2 separate regions of the Mus musculus genome follow, and region 1 is linked to region 2. The links are chromatin contacts, called in public HiChIP or PLAC-seq maps. All regions are on one chromosome and are shown on one strand. Each heading gives the region's core, a stretch centred on a gene start, on an enhancer-like site or on the middle of the called end of the contact. The rest is flanking DNA. Distances are from core to core; before and after follow the strand shown. Region 1 has its middle 37 kb from the start of Dbx2. Region 2 holds the start of Dbx2 (developing brain homeobox 2).

Region 1 (3,373 bases), core at 375-2,874, 37 kb before region 2:
AAAAAAAAAAAAAATCACAACGCCATAGAGATGTGGCGAGAGGCTAGCTTTTACAGTGTTATTTATTATTCAGAAACACAAGAGGCCAGACTACTGCATAAGAGCAGCTTTCTGGAGGATTTTTAACTTGGTTGGGAGGAGGGAGGTAGTGACTTCTATGTTCATTTTAATTCCCTTGAAAAAAAATCACATTAGAACATTTTAAAATGCTCAAGGAATTAGAATTAGTTTACTTATTACTTTTTAATGCTTTATCTGTATTTGTGTGTCTGTGTATGTGCACATGTGAGTGCAGGTGCACGTGGAAGCCATATAGACAGAGCCAGATTCCCTGGAACTGCAGTTGAAAGTGGTTGTGAGCTACCCAAAAGTGGGTTCTGGGGATTGAACTCCCGTCCTCTGGAAGAGTCGCGAGCTTTCTTAACCACTGAGCCATCTCTTCAACCCCAGAATTAATATTTTAAGAGTTATTCAAATTTTCTTAATTTATTTTATCAGTACTCTACTATATTATATCCGTGCTGTGAAAGAGTAAACATGACTTAGCATTTTGTCAGTTAATCATTTTGTCAGCCGAATCAGCAACCAATCATCTTCAGAAACATGAATTTAAATAGTAATTACTCTATGATAGTGCCCATATCTGTATCCATTTAACAGCCCACCAGACAATTCATATTACTAATTAAATTTTTCCTTTTGAGTAGGGTTTTTTTTTTTTTTCATGCACTTGATTCATACTGGACAAAGCCAGTTCTTTGGTTTACTGCAGTTTCTTTTCTTAAATTTTATGTGACTTTTGTTTGAATTTTGAATAATGGGAAAGAAGGGATTTGAGCATGCAGCCAACCTATCAAGTGTCTCCTCCCTCCCATTCAGATGAAATAGAAAGCAAATAATTATCTTGAGCTCTCATTCTGCTTTCCTTTGCTTCTACCGACTCTGTAGATTTTACTTGACCTTCAGTAGACAAGCTTGGCTTCACTTTGTATGGTCTAGTGTGCTCCCGGTGTGAATTTTTCTATGCACCTGACAGTCAAAACAAAACAAAACAAAACAAGCAAGCAAACAAACAAACAAACAAAAACCCCAAAAAACAAAACAAAACCCTCCTAGTTTCTGGAAGGCTTGCGCCAGGAAGCAGTTTTTAATGACAACAAATTGAAACGTTTGCACGAGGAAGTGTTGCTTTTATAAGTGATGGGAAACTTCAAATTTGATTACAGGCAACCTTTGGCTTCCTATCTGTTCAACAACAGGCCATGTTGTTAAGGGCAATTTCCATGCACAGCATGTGGGTCCCATTTTTCCATCCTTAGACATGGTTGTTTACTGTTCGGACTGTTTATGCATTTTAATCAGCCCCTTTCAGTCTCCCTTAATAAATCACTACAAAGAGAGCGCACCAAAACAAGGACCATTATGCTGTGTTGGTTACCCTTACAAATAATTCGCTGCTTGGAGTTTCCTTCAGTACGCAGATTTAAAAATAAATAAATAACAAGAACAGAAATCTATAGCCGAGAGTATTGCATTTCGAGTTGCTAAATAACCTCTTTGAGCTCCATTCTCTAACAGCAGGAGTCTGACTTTAAAATTCAGTTCAAGCAAGAATGACTTAACAATTGGAACCTGCCCTCACTCAGTCCTTGGGACTGAAAGTCTTTTCTTGACGGGATGGAGCTGACAGCCTAGTTCCTGCCTGGCAGGCACTCACATGAAATGAGCCTGTATTAGCAATAGATAAATGTTTTGACATTCAGGTATCTTGCTGTCTGAGAAGAGTATTACGGTTAAGGCAACAGTCAGAAAAGAAAAAGGGTTTCGGGTCTTTATGCCTGAGCGAGGAAGGACAATGACTTCTTAGTGTCATCTGGCACCCAGGCAAAGGCTCAACTCGAGCTATGGCTCTTTCTCTCTTTAAAGGCAAACTTTGATTTTTCTCTTAAATGAACTTGGTAAAAAGTGCATTTTTTCCCTCCAAGTTTTTTTCTTTTTTTTAAAATGAACTCATTGGACTTTCTTAACTTTGGTTTCTAGCATGAAGCAGATGTTCTATTAAGACATACTGTTTTAAATCCCAGGATAGGAATGCGAATACCACGGGGGAAAGGAAAGCCAAGGGCATTGTTTAACATGGATTTAAATTCTAAGACATGATATGGCACTTTAAATTTGAACCCGGTGATCAATACTGGCATATGCTAGAAGTATAACTAGAAAATTAATTTCCTAAATATGTGTTACAATTTAAAGCTTAGGGAGGTAATTTAGGAAATATAAGAATTGTATGAAAAATAATTTAAGTGAAAAGGAACCAAACCAAGCAATGATTAAATGTATATATTGTTTCCTTTCAAAATACATTGTATAACTCTTGGACCTCAACTTACAAAATCCCCTGGAGTCCCATGAAATACAGGAAAGTAGGTACTTCGCACAGGTCCTCAAAAACCCAGTTAGCCCAAATTCCGTGTGCCATGGAAAGGCAGTGAGCTTCGTGAAGAGATCAATGTGCTGGGTAGTGACGCATGTCTGTGACCTCAGCTCTTAGAGAGCTGAGTCAAGATAATTGGTGAAAATTTGAGGGCTGCCTGGGCCATAGATCGCGACGCTGTCACAAAAGGCAAAGACCAAGAAGGCAAACCGAACAAATCAGACACAAATGGCAGAACAAACAGACAAACAAACAAACAGAAGAGGTGAATATGAGTGTTTGGGGACCTCCAGAAGCATTCGTGTGAACGTGACAGTCATCCTTTGCAGGGTGTGCAGGTTTTAATTCTTCACACCCATCAGCGCCAAACCAAAAAAAAAAAAAATTTTTTTTAAAGTTTTCTAAACCGTCAGGATGCAGATCGTTTCTGTTTAGCTCCCCCTCCCCCACACCTTAGTCTTTATTTTTAGATCTTATTTCTCCGATCCAGGCTTTGAACCTTAGATCGGCTGGCAGATGGAACCTTTGCACGATGATTGTCCTCATTGCTCCAAATCCATGGATCCTAAGGGCATAGACAGGTAACTCCTGATATTTTCTTTGGTGAGTAAAAACCAATTTTAGTTAGGCGTATTTTATACAGTTAAAAACAAAACCCAAAGCCCTTACATTTACGAACCTTATGGGTGGGCATGGCAATATGGTTATGTTCTGGCAAATAGTGTGTCATCAGAAATACTGTATAAATTCTCCTAGAGGTTATATTTAAAAAATGAGTGTTTTCTCTCTATCCCCAAACATGGGGTCCTTCCAGTGAAGTAGTCTTAAATCCAGCTGGTTGGTTGCACCCCTGTCATTATGCCACTATTACGAGTGTGGGTGCATCTTCTCTGATGTGCATACCACGTTAGTGTGCAGGTTCCATAGCCAGTCAGG
Region 2 (3,408 bases), core at 674-3,173:
TTTGTTTCCATCCTACTCTGGCAACGCTGGGCTAAGTGACAGTACCACCCCAACGGTACTGGGAAGACAGTGTAAATGAGCTAACGTGGGTAAAGCATATGCTACCATGCCTGGTACAACCAGGATGGAAGATACCAGGAAGGAATGAAAGTGGCATCTAACCTCTTCCACCACTCATCTCAATAGTTACAACTCTGCATGCTCCCTTCAAATACTACTGTAGTGATGTCGGAGTCTCAGTTCTGGGGAGACTTCCAGAAGGCTCTACCTCATATAGTCCCCTCAGTGTGAAATCCCCCCACAGACATTGCTTTTCTATTGCCACTAGGCTGAGAGTTCCTACAGGGCAAAGACTAGATCTTTTCTCCATGTTCCTAGAACCACTGCCTTCAATACATTAAATATCCCATGAAGGTCTGCTGGTTACATCAATAAGTGAATGTATATTGATGGTACGTACCAGCCTTGCAAATAATTCTGCTCAGGTACCATGGTGATAAAGCTGTCTATTGTATCAGAAAGAAACGGCAACAACTTCTTGGGTTTGGCTATTGGAGGTGATCTTTGAGAAGGGATCTTTATAATAAGTACAGTATTTATTCGGTGTCAGTAAAGTAACCAACTCATTGAGATGAATTGAAACAATAGCAACAAATTGTACTTGTGGTGTGTGTGGTGTGTGTGTGTGTGTGTGTGGTGTGTGTGGTGGGTGGGGGTGGGGTGGGTGGTGTGTGTGAGGAAGCCAGAGGACAATGTTTGGAAGCCAGTTCTCTCCAACCACGTGGATTCTAGAGATCAAACTTAGGTCACTCGGCTTGGTGGCAACTGCTTCTATCAACTGAACCATCTCGATGATCCCCCAAAGAAGGACATTTAGCTTTCTAACCCGGCAACTCAAAATAGGCATTTAAGTAAATGGAAACCAAGCCCAACTTATTTTTAGGGGCAAGGAGTAGAACTATACATTTGACTCCAACTTTGCAGATACTCTAATGAAGTCTTATCCTAAATAAATCTGTCTAAATTAGGGAAGGAGAGTAAGTGTTAATTGGAATCACAGTTTTAACACTCCATCGATAGTTTCCAAAATGGGAAGTTTTTAAAGCCTTGTAGTTAAAGGCCTGCCTCCCCCTCCCTCCCCCTCGCCCTCTCCCTTTTTCTCCCTTCCTCTTTACCCCACCCCTCCAATATGCTTTTTGTTTGCCCAGTCTCCCACTGGCATTAGTTAGGGAATAAGATTAAAAAAAAAGAAGAAAAAGAAAAAGAAAGAAAGAAGGAAAAGACGTCCCTTTGTAGGCATGCACACTTGTAGGTGCCTGTGGATGCCAGAAGAAGACATCTAATACGGTGGAGCTGGAGTTTCAGTGGGTTGTGAGCTGGGTGCTTGTAAGCGAACTCAGGTCCTCTATTAAGAGCAGCAAGCATAGCTAACCACTGAGCCACCTCTTCAGCCCCAAGCGCTGCTTCTTTAGATCAAAACCGATTACATCATCTCTTCTAGACTGCAGGTGTGGCCACCTTCCTCCAGAATCCTTAAAACAGATCTTATAAAACCTGAGATGATTCACTGGAAACGGAGTTTTGCCAAATAGCCAAGAAAAACACATTTCCTTTCTTCTTAAAACAGAGGCGCCCATAAAACCTGCAAAATGAGTTATCACTGGTACTAATATCAACGTTTTCGAGTCTCCCTGATGACAACCACGCTTCAGCGACCAAGTACATGTACCCTGGAGCTCATGATAACCAAAACCAGAGGGCCCAGGACTCCAGCAGCAGGGTCAAGGCTTGGCAGGCAGAGTGGCAGCGCCCCTTTTCCGTCCCCTCCACGCCCACCTCCTCAGCAAGAGTCCCCTCCCCTCGCTGGAGCCCAGACTCTCATTGCCTTCATTGTTGGCCGCATCTGTCACTTTGTGGGCAGGATGACATGAATGGATGGGCCGGACACACCTTCCATCCCAGTCCTGAAAACCCTGTCCGGATCTGCAGACCGTTCCCGGACGCTGCCAGAGGAGCCGCTGAGGGCCAAGGACTCACCCCTCAGCCCCGATCCTGTCCGCGCCCTGTCCCTGTCCCTTCGCACTCGCTCTCCACGGCTCCCCGGGCAGCGGGCGCGCACCATGCTGCCCAGCGCTGTGGCCGCCCAGGCCGGAGCCTACTGGGATGTGGTGGCGTCCTCAGCACTCTTCGGCCTTCCTGCGCCCGGCTTTGGCAGTCTGGGCAAGAGTTTCCTGATCGAGAACTTGCTGCGCGCAGGGGCCGGGCCCACGCACGCACCCCCGCCCCCACGCCCAGCGCCCGGTCCTGAGTGTCCGCAGCTGCGGCCACTGCCTGCCAGCCCAGTGCCGCTCAAGCTGTGCCCGGCCGGACCCTTTGGTGTGCGCTGGGCCTTCCAGATGCCCCCTGGCCGGGCTCCGGGGGAGCGGGACAGTGCCTTCCAGCCCTCAGCCCCAGGTGAGCTTTGGTCGAGGGGAACCTCGGCCCAGGAGACCCTTAGTTCTGGAGAACCTGGACCAAGGGGAGCCTCAGTTCAGGGGAGCCCTGAACCAGGGGAACTTCAGTCCAGGGAAGCCTTAGCCCTGGGGAGCCTCGATCTGATCTAGAGGAGGCGCAGCCCAGGCGAACTTCAGTCTAGGGGATCCTCAGTCTGGGAAAGCCTCAGCCCAGGGAAGCCTTGCTTTCAGGTGGTCCTCAGTCCAGAGAGAGCCCTGTTGCCAGCACAGTCCCCACCTGTGAGCCCCTCACAGCACGAGTGCTGACCTGGGTGGCCCACTGCAGAGGACTGAACTGGGGTGCAGATGCCGTTTCTGGACACTAGTTCTGATTCCTTTCCTCTCCACCCCATCCCATCCCGCACTCCTTCCTAGCATCCTCCCTCAACAGGTTGACTGGGCTACCTGGGCAGTTTGATCACAGCGGGTTAGCTGGGGGGTGGTGGGTGGGGGGTAGGGGGTGGGGGATTTGAGGTTTCTAGCTGACTGGCTCCTGTTTCCAAAGTTAGCATCCTCTCTTCTGCGGGAAAGTTGCTGGCAGGGTGGTGCTGCGGACTTTGCTGGCGGAGACCTCGCCGCTGGTTTGATAGGGCTCTAATGATTTGAAAAAGAGTTGCGCAAACTTTGGACTTTCCTTGCTTTCACAGTTTGGTGTACACTAAGGTGTAAAGTAATCAAGGCCTACGCTTGCATCAGGCTGAGATAGCTGACAAATGTTGAATTGATAACTAAATGAGGAAGTTCACATATAAATAGGAATTTACCGAAAGAAGGGCACTTTGGGTTTATTTATATGCGTACTGAAGAAAACCTAACTAGTAGAACTGGGAGGAAGGCTTTGGGCAACTGAGTTAAAGAAAGGTAAAGCTGCAACCAGCCATTAACAAAGTCTCCAAGCAATTGGGAAACAGAGATC

Evidence for each region. HiChIP or PLAC-seq counts read pairs in DNA pulled down with a chosen protein or histone mark.
Region 1: a contact with region 2 is called in an H3K27ac HiChIP or PLAC-seq map of neural progenitor cells, with 8 times the contacts expected there. The contact joins the enhancer-like site here to the promoter of Dbx2 in region 2. A contact is called at or near these places in 2 of 39 promoter capture datasets (hippocampal neurons and macrophages), 1 of 15 datasets of contacts at CTCF or cohesin (the G1E-ER4 cell line), 4 of 484 Hi-C or Micro-C datasets (brain, cerebral cortex, forebrain and 1 more), 5 of 115 datasets of contacts at active chromatin or transcription factors (astrocytes, embryonic midbrain, embryonic stem cells and 1 more) and 2 of 9 other capture datasets (embryonic stem cells and macrophages).

What each region holds. Positions count from the first base shown.
Region 1 is chr15:95,689,747-95,693,119 of GRCm38.p6, reverse strand. No RefSeq gene overlaps it. Among named protein-coding and RNA genes, the nearest start is that of Dbx2, 37 kb to the right of the region's middle. Within about 2 kb of position 1,624, at least 25 of the 459 cell types and tissues checked have an H3K27ac peak or open chromatin away from gene starts, as enhancers often do. A contact at or near this core is called in cerebral cortex, forebrain and neural progenitor cells, where this site is marked.
Region 2 is chr15:95,653,286-95,656,693 of GRCm38.p6, reverse strand. Dbx2 (developing brain homeobox 2) reads left to right here and starts at 1,923. Exons shown (of 4, transcript NM_207533.2): 1 at 1,923-2,454. The coding sequence starts at 1,932. It overlaps Gm31690 (predicted gene, 31690), which reads right to left and starts at 2,218. Exons shown (of 3, transcript NR_168499.1): 1 at 2,038-2,218.